2 separate regions of the Mus musculus genome follow, and region 2 is linked to region 1. A link is a contact called in public Hi-C data. All regions are on one chromosome and are shown on one strand. Each heading gives the region's core, a stretch centred on a gene start, on an enhancer-like site or on the middle of the called end of the contact. The rest is flanking DNA. Distances are from core to core; before and after follow the strand shown.

What was found. A called contact is a pair of places that touch in the nucleus more often than the background predicts.
Region 2: a Hi-C map of the N1E-115 cell line shows a contact between it and region 1, with 9 times the contacts expected there. The contact joins two enhancer-like sites. A contact is called at or near these places in 1 of 484 Hi-C or Micro-C datasets (the N1E-115 cell line) and 1 of 9 other capture datasets (embryonic stem cells).

What each region holds. Positions count from the first base shown.
Region 1 is chr5:101,089,112-101,092,801 of GRCm38.p6, forward strand. No RefSeq gene overlaps it. Among named protein-coding and RNA genes, the nearest start is that of n-TDgtc1, 98 kb to the left of the region's middle. Within about 2 kb of position 1,935, at least 21 of the 459 cell types and tissues checked have an H3K27ac peak or open chromatin away from gene starts, as enhancers often do. A contact at or near this core is called in the N1E-115 cell line, where this site is marked.
Region 2 is chr5:101,494,335-101,498,024 of GRCm38.p6, forward strand. No RefSeq gene overlaps it. Among named protein-coding and RNA genes, the nearest start is that of Gm42131, 47 kb to the left of the region's middle. Within about 2 kb of position 2,102, at least 10 of the 459 cell types and tissues checked have an H3K27ac peak or open chromatin away from gene starts, as enhancers often do. A contact at or near this core is called in the N1E-115 cell line, where this site is marked.

The DNA of each region.
Region 1 (3,690 bases), core at 685-3,184:
TGAGAGATTGGTGGCCGTAAGAGTTAGCTTTGGCCTTTATTCAATAAGGAGCTGGTAACTAAGCAGGATTTCTAAAACCTGGAAAACGGAAAAAAAAAAAAAACCTTCTATTCACGGGAAATGTTTTAGATGTTGGATATTAATGGGGTTCTAAAGAGTTCGTATCCAGTTACAGACTATAACTGTCAGGCCATGAAACCCATGTGAGCCTCTGGTGCCTTTGGGGATGAGTGTGGCACCTTCAACCTTACTCTGAAGGGCTCAGAGAGGCTGGGATAGATATGGAGTTCTTGGACTGTACTGCCGGGAAGTACTTAATTATGTTAAATGTTAAATAATGTAATTATGATTTTAAACACCTCACTGCTTTAAAGGCCAGTGATTAAGATCAGAAGACTGGCTAAGAGGTTGTGGTAACCCAGGCCAAGGTAACTGAGTGGGCAGAGGTGGGGTCTCCAGACAGCTGGGATGGGAGAGCCTTCACACTCTTTTTACTGATTGAATGGTGTGTGGTGGGGCTAATTGGAAATTAGTAAGGGAAGAGGATGGTAAGAAAAAAAATAAGGAGGTTAAAGTCAAAATCAGTCATCTTTTCCATCCGGATGTTTAAAATATATACTGAGGCCAGCCTTTGGGATGCAAGATATGGGGCACTAAAGACGAATTATGTTTTATGTTATTATACCTAAGAGTAAAGGAGACTTCCGGAAGGAGGGACCCCTTAAAAGCACCAGGGCAGAGATGGGCTGTGGGCTCTGGGCTGGAAATCCATGCTTTGAGGTGGTGACTTCTAAGTGGATGGAAAACTTTTGTTAGAATGGGTCAGGAAATATTTTAGACTATGGGGATGACCAGGCCTTTGCTATATCTACCTACCTCTGCCATCTTCGAACCATGGCAGCCACAGACAAAACTTAAAGAACGAATATGAAAATTAGATTTATAAAAACGGGGCGGGGTAGGATGTATCTTGGAAGGTTGTGGCTGGAGCAAGGAACCAGGGTGGGTGGGTGAAGAAAGCCAGTAGACTCCCAGTTGGGGCCGTCAGGGTTACAGGACTGCATAGCATCTTCTTGACAACACAGGAACTGCTGGAAAAGACACTGAAGCTAAACATGACTGCTGTGTGTTTCATTAATCCTACGGGAAAACCTACCATGAGATGGTAAAGATGGAGGAGCGATGCCGCAATGTGTGCTTTCTATGTTCCAAACTCCTCTCTCTCCATGGCGCCCTTGCCCTGGGTCTCCTATTTCTATTTATTCTTCTTCCTTCACTTTCCGAAGCTTCTCCCCCTGATCTCTCTCTCCTGCACCCCGAGGAGGCACCCATACCACCACCAGGTGGGTGAAGCGATACCCGTGCAGCCAGCCATTATGAGTAGCATAAACAAATGACAAATCTCAGGGCACAGGAGAGGTAACAAGAGGCTGATCAGTAGTTCCAGTTATCTTCCCCGCGTGTTTATTGCAGTCTGCTGCAGTTATTTCTAAGGGCCTGACATTGATCGACAGCTTCTATTAAGCCCTATCCAGGGCAGCTGGATTGAACAGATACATTAAATAAAGCAGTTATTGCTTTTCATTGCCTTTCTGTAAAATATCACTGCTAAATAGCTTCTGCCATCGCATGCAGTTAGGTACATGGTTTTAATTTGAGGGACTGCTTTATAACATTGCACAATTGACACTGGTCTTTGTTTCCCCTACAATAATGATTGTGTACCTCCTGCAGAATTGATGGGCTGTCCTTTGAGGTGGAGTTGGGAAGGAGGGGGGCCCTGCTTTGTTATTTTCTCTGTCTGTCTCTCTCTCTTTTATACATGCCAGGTTTGTTACTTGTTTGCAGCCAGGGCAGGAACAATGTCAAGGGAGGGCTCTTATCTCAGGATGTTGTAATGTAGGACTGTAAGCCTTCTCCCGGAGACAAGATAAGCACAGCCCTACAAGCACAGAGAAAGATAGGGGTGGGGCCGGGCACCCTATTGAGATGACAATGGGAAGCCATTGAGCACCTCTCGCGGCTCTTTCTCATGACATGGAAATCTGTGCATGTGGATCGGTGCATACAAGCATGAAAATAAAAGTCTGGAATGTTCACTGAGTAATGATGCATTTGGTACAGGATTATGCTGCCCAATGATATTCTTGTTTTATCTCTGGGCTAAACGCTGGAGCAGCTGTGTGCTTTGGCACCGTGTTCAGTCCCTCCTTTGGTGTGCTGCATATTAATCCTTTATTGAAGTAATTAAATGCGTGCTTAATGGCGACGAGCTGGCTGGCTGAACGTACAATTGAATTAGCAGTTATGATGGCGAACGTGCTGCACAATGAACTAGACGCAATTACTGTAGGCATTTCTCTCTCCGAGTCAAATCTGGCTACATGACACGACTTAATTAGAGGTTGTTAGATACACTAGTCGCACGAGCCTCTTGCGGGCGTGTGCTTTAGTTAGAGTGCCTGTCTCCTGTGCCCGGTATTCACCCTTCACACCGACCTTACTCAGACTCTTCTGCCGTGTAGACGAAGTCTGACATTTCCCAGGACAAACAGGAGCTCACAGCAACATCTTCAGCAAGATTCTCCCCGAAGAGTCTCACATCCCTGCTCCAGCTCTGTCCAGGTGAGTGAGGGGCGGAGCTATGGCAGGACCCAGCAGGCTTTGTGGACTCAGGGAAGGCATCAATAATGGAGCTTTTACATGGAAGAAGATCTACTCTTTGACTCTTCACTTCTGCGGACGCTGAGGAGAACCTCAGCTGCCTCCTACTCATCTGAGGAGAACCTCAGACTGCCTGGGTCTTGAGAAGCATGCTGACGGCCTGTTTCTCATCCCTTCCTGCGAGCTGACTGATGTGCTGTACACTCTTCAGTGAGGGCCTTCGTAGCTCCTTCTAAATATTAGATAACTTAATGCATAAAGAAATAAACTAACTAATCCTGTCCATACTTGGGAATTCCCTGGTGCATTTTGAAAAACGCTGATGGCAGCTGGACATGGTGGAGCGTGTCTTTAATCCCAGCTCTCTGCAAGCAGAGGCGGGCAGATTTCCGTGAGTTTGAGATTAGCCTTATCTCTATAGTGAGTTAGGTCAGCCAGGGTTATGTAGTGAGACCTTGTCTCTAAATAAATAAATAAATAAATAAATAAATGTCCAAAGCAAACCAAAACCACCACCACCAAATCCAATAATAATAATGATAATATTAGTAATAATAATAATGGTACTAAAACCCAACAAACATATGAGCAAATTACACCCCTATAAATTTAATTGCCTTGGCTAGATCAAGGTGGTTGATCCTAGTTGTACAGAGACCTGAGAAAACAAACCAGCTGAAATATCTTTCCTCTGGAATATTTTAAAATCTGGTCACTGCCTTTCCTTCTGTCACACTTCTTGAACTCTATGGTATTCTGTTGGAGGTTGATTCACAGCTGCATGAGTTATGGTGGATGTCGGCAGGTGACAATGGGGTAATGGCCCGTGGTTGTCTTCACCTGATGGACACAGCTATGGCTTCTTCTCGTCTTTCTACTGTTCCTGGGTGACCTGGGAAACATGGTCCTAGGATTTATAAGTCCATCAATTCCTGACCTCCCTGATCTGCCCAACCAGCTAGGGCTCTCATTACTCATGGCCCCTGGTTTGCTTGGAGTTATTTACCAAGCAGCCGATCGATAGTC
Region 2 (3,690 bases), core at 852-3,351, 410 kb after region 1:
TGACAATGCAGAAGATAAATATCCAGGGATTCAATAATAGTTCCTAAGATGCTAAACAAAAGTTCATTCCAAAGGATTGATAGTTGGAAAATCAAGCCCCATTCTTAGAATTGACTAATATGTGAACTGTGCTCTACAACTTTACCCAAGAGTGAGCCGGGATGGGCTTCCTTTCCAAATGGATGGTCTCACGTGTATGTATAGGGAAATACGAAGGAGGCATGGAAGTTACTCTTATGTACCTAAGTAAAGCAATACAGCATAAGACCAAGAGCTACGCTAAAGCAAAAAGCACAAAAGCAAACTTCCAAGTTCTGCAAGAGCCTGTCTCGCCCACTGCAGCTCCTGCATCTAGTCCCCACGTGGTGTTCCCATTCAGTTTCAGAAAAAGCAGAGCTTGAACGCTCTACTAGATTGAAATCCCTGAGAACTTTTCCTTGCAACTTCTACGTTCATAAGATTAACTTTAGACTGTCTTATTTCTTCTCCATGGTTAATTAAAGTATTATGCGAAACAGCATTTTATATGCATCGGTGCCTACCAGTGGCAAGCCTTTAAGAAAACCTGTGTTGTGTGCTTTGAATAATCAAGAAATGTTGCACAGTAAGGGCTCTGATACAGTTGGCTGCGTGCTGTGAGCTTGACAACAACTTAGACGAAGGTGCAGGCTTGTGGTTTGGATTTTATCTTACCTTATTTTTGACCTGGAGCTGTGGTGCTGCCCATCCATCCACACGGCAAAACATCTGCTCCGAGCAATTTATTGTGAGCAAGGAAAAGTGTCTTTTGACTCAGAGTTTCACAGTCCATGGTCGCTTGATTTTGCTGCCTTGGGGTTTGTGACAGTGCAGATGAACCCAAGTTTCTCAGCTCAGGTGAAAAAGCAGCAAAGAGAGAGGGAGGGGGTCTTATTCCTCAGTGTCCCTCCCCAAAGCCGCCTGTGATGTAACCTCCTTCCAAGAAGCCTCACCTTCTGAAGATTCTACCAGTTCCCGACAGGACAACGGGCTGTCAATCAGCCTTTAGCATATGAGCTCTGGGAGCAGTTAAAATCCAAACCTGACTTCCTCTTCTTCCCTGAAACCTGTTTGTTCTACTCCCGTAGCATATCTCAAAGCTGACAGTGTAAACGTTACTGGTTCACCACTGACTCGTCCTTTAGAAACAGCCCTGCCTGATACTGATATTATTATTCCTGGATACCATTTATTCGAGATTCTGGCAAGTTAACTCAACAGAAGACCCTAATGCCCATAGCTACATAACACCACATACCCCTTATCTCATCTTTGGTACCAGAAAGTGGGACATAATGTGACTATAAGACTGAATGGTTGGTCATCCCCTAAAACAGTCAAAGTGAATTCAGTAGAAAAGTAAGGCAGGGGCAAGAAATACAAGGTGTTCTCACCAAATCCACCCCCCCTTTTTAAATATTGCTTTTATTTTCAGGAACCTCTGTGGACACATCTGAATTTATGTGAAGGCAGCAGATGTCTGTATTACACTCATAAGACAACCTAAGATGACAAAAGTGCAGTGCGGGAGCAAGAAGAAGACTGTGACATTACAAATGTGACATCGCAAAGCATGACGCTTACAAACCGGAATTGCTTCACATTCACATGTGCTATCCTTGATCTCAGCAAAAAGCTGAGAAGTGATAGCTTTGTAAAATACTTCCCCTTGAGGGTCTCTTTTGGACAGCACAGGGTGTTACCTCTTCATGACCATCATTCAGTCACTGTCTCTGCTCCCGTCCTACAGCTGCCAAGCTGATTGGTCGCAGCAGAGACAGCGCAAGAGACAAAGGTGGAAGAGCTTCCTGGCCCTTTGCAGAAATGTCTTTTTCCACTTTATTTAATATTCCCAAGGGAGTGTATAGTATTCAGAATGTCTAACACAATCTTTTGATGATCATGCAACAAATAAAACTCGTCTCCTTGTGTTTGATGTGGCAGAGAATACCGCGTGGACACGAATGTGCTCCTGAGTTCTGTGGATGCTCCATGAGAGCTTCCTGGCCAGCCAGAGGCCCTGTGTGTTCTGTCAACTGAGGGACCACAGTGGAAAGATGGCGTCTGAAACCAGGAGACAACGGAGTCCCAATCACTTGGCCAACTCGTCCAACCTCCATTTCCTCGACTTTAGGATGAGAGGTTCGTGGCATCCTTTCAGGGTTGTGTGAACCAGATGAAATTATCCTTGGGTGAATCCTTTGTTACCCCCATAGATTACACAAAACATGCAGTGCCCAAGGCTTCGTAAAAAGCATTCTGACCAAGGCCATTGAAGCCAATGATGGTCACGATTGCAGGTCACCATAACTGTGAACTTTGCACACGGAATCCAAGGCCCCTCTCCAAAATAAATAAATAAATAAATAAATAAATAAATAATTGTCACTTTGAATTAAGAAATCTTGAGACGAAGGATCAACACTCGAGGGGCTCTGGTCCAAGTCCATGTTTGGAGTAATTTCTGGGCAATCGTCACAGATGTCAGCCATCTTCTTCCTCCAATGACTGGTGGTCGAGGCCACAGCATCTGCACCAAAGGATCTATATCCTTTAGCTGTGGCCCACACCTGCCTCTCCTCACTGTCTCCTTTATCTTCACTAGGCCCTCTTTGATCCTTCGCTCATTTCTAATTCTGAAGGCCCTTTGAGAAAGGGGGAGGGGAGGAAAACAAAAGGTTAATTTTCTCCAGCCTGCCCAGGCCGACTTAATGTAACAGAAGGCAGCAAATTGTATTGATTTAGTGACATGCAACTGTCCAGAAAGAGCTATTTATACATTATTCAGGACAAACACTGTCATAATGGACAAACAGCAGCAGCATCTGGGATGTTAATGTCTACAAATAAGATTATTCTTTGAAAGGATTAGGATGGAGCATTTTGTGTAATTAGATTTCTCCGTTTCAGGAATGAATTGCCTTTTAGCAGTAAAAGCTGTCACTGAGGGAGCCATTAGCTCCTTATAACTGAATTAAATGCATAATTAGTGACATGATCACATTAGGATTTGTTTCATTTTTAACTAATCTGAGGAGGGAGGGACCAAGGGAGAGTTGGGGAGAGGAGGCGGGGCCATTTCCAGGTCACTGCGGCCTTCCTTAGCTCGGGATAGGCCTCAGCTGGTGAGCTCGAGTTGGTAAAAGTCAGACGCCTGTGAATCAGAGCCCAGGCCTCGCCACGGCGACGGCCAGGCTATTCATCACTGGGTGGTGGGTGACAGTGACTGATGGGCTGGACCCGGGCCTGGCACTTCACCAGTGCAAGAATCATACGAGCCAGGGAACAGAATGACAGCTGGAGCGCCGTGTCAAGTGGTGGAGAGACCAGAGCTATTAATAATGTGTGCCACATGATCTCAGCCGCGAGAAAACAATGATTTAGACATTGGTGAGAATAAAGATTTTACATTTAGTCCGGGGGTGACTCTTCTCCTTGGCACTTGTAGAATAAATCGCTACGCAATCAGCATGTATGAAATCAGGCAATGCATACATTAGAGGCGGCCTTGCGAGGGAGGGGCCTGAGTCGGGATCTGGAAATCTTGGCGTGCTCCTGACTCCGTCTTCGTGGAGCGTCTGTGGAAGCTTCGGGTAGCAAAGGGTAAGAGGATGGTGAAGAGATGACTTTCACTCACGCTCTCATTTGGCCTCTCACCCTTCCCTTTCTGGC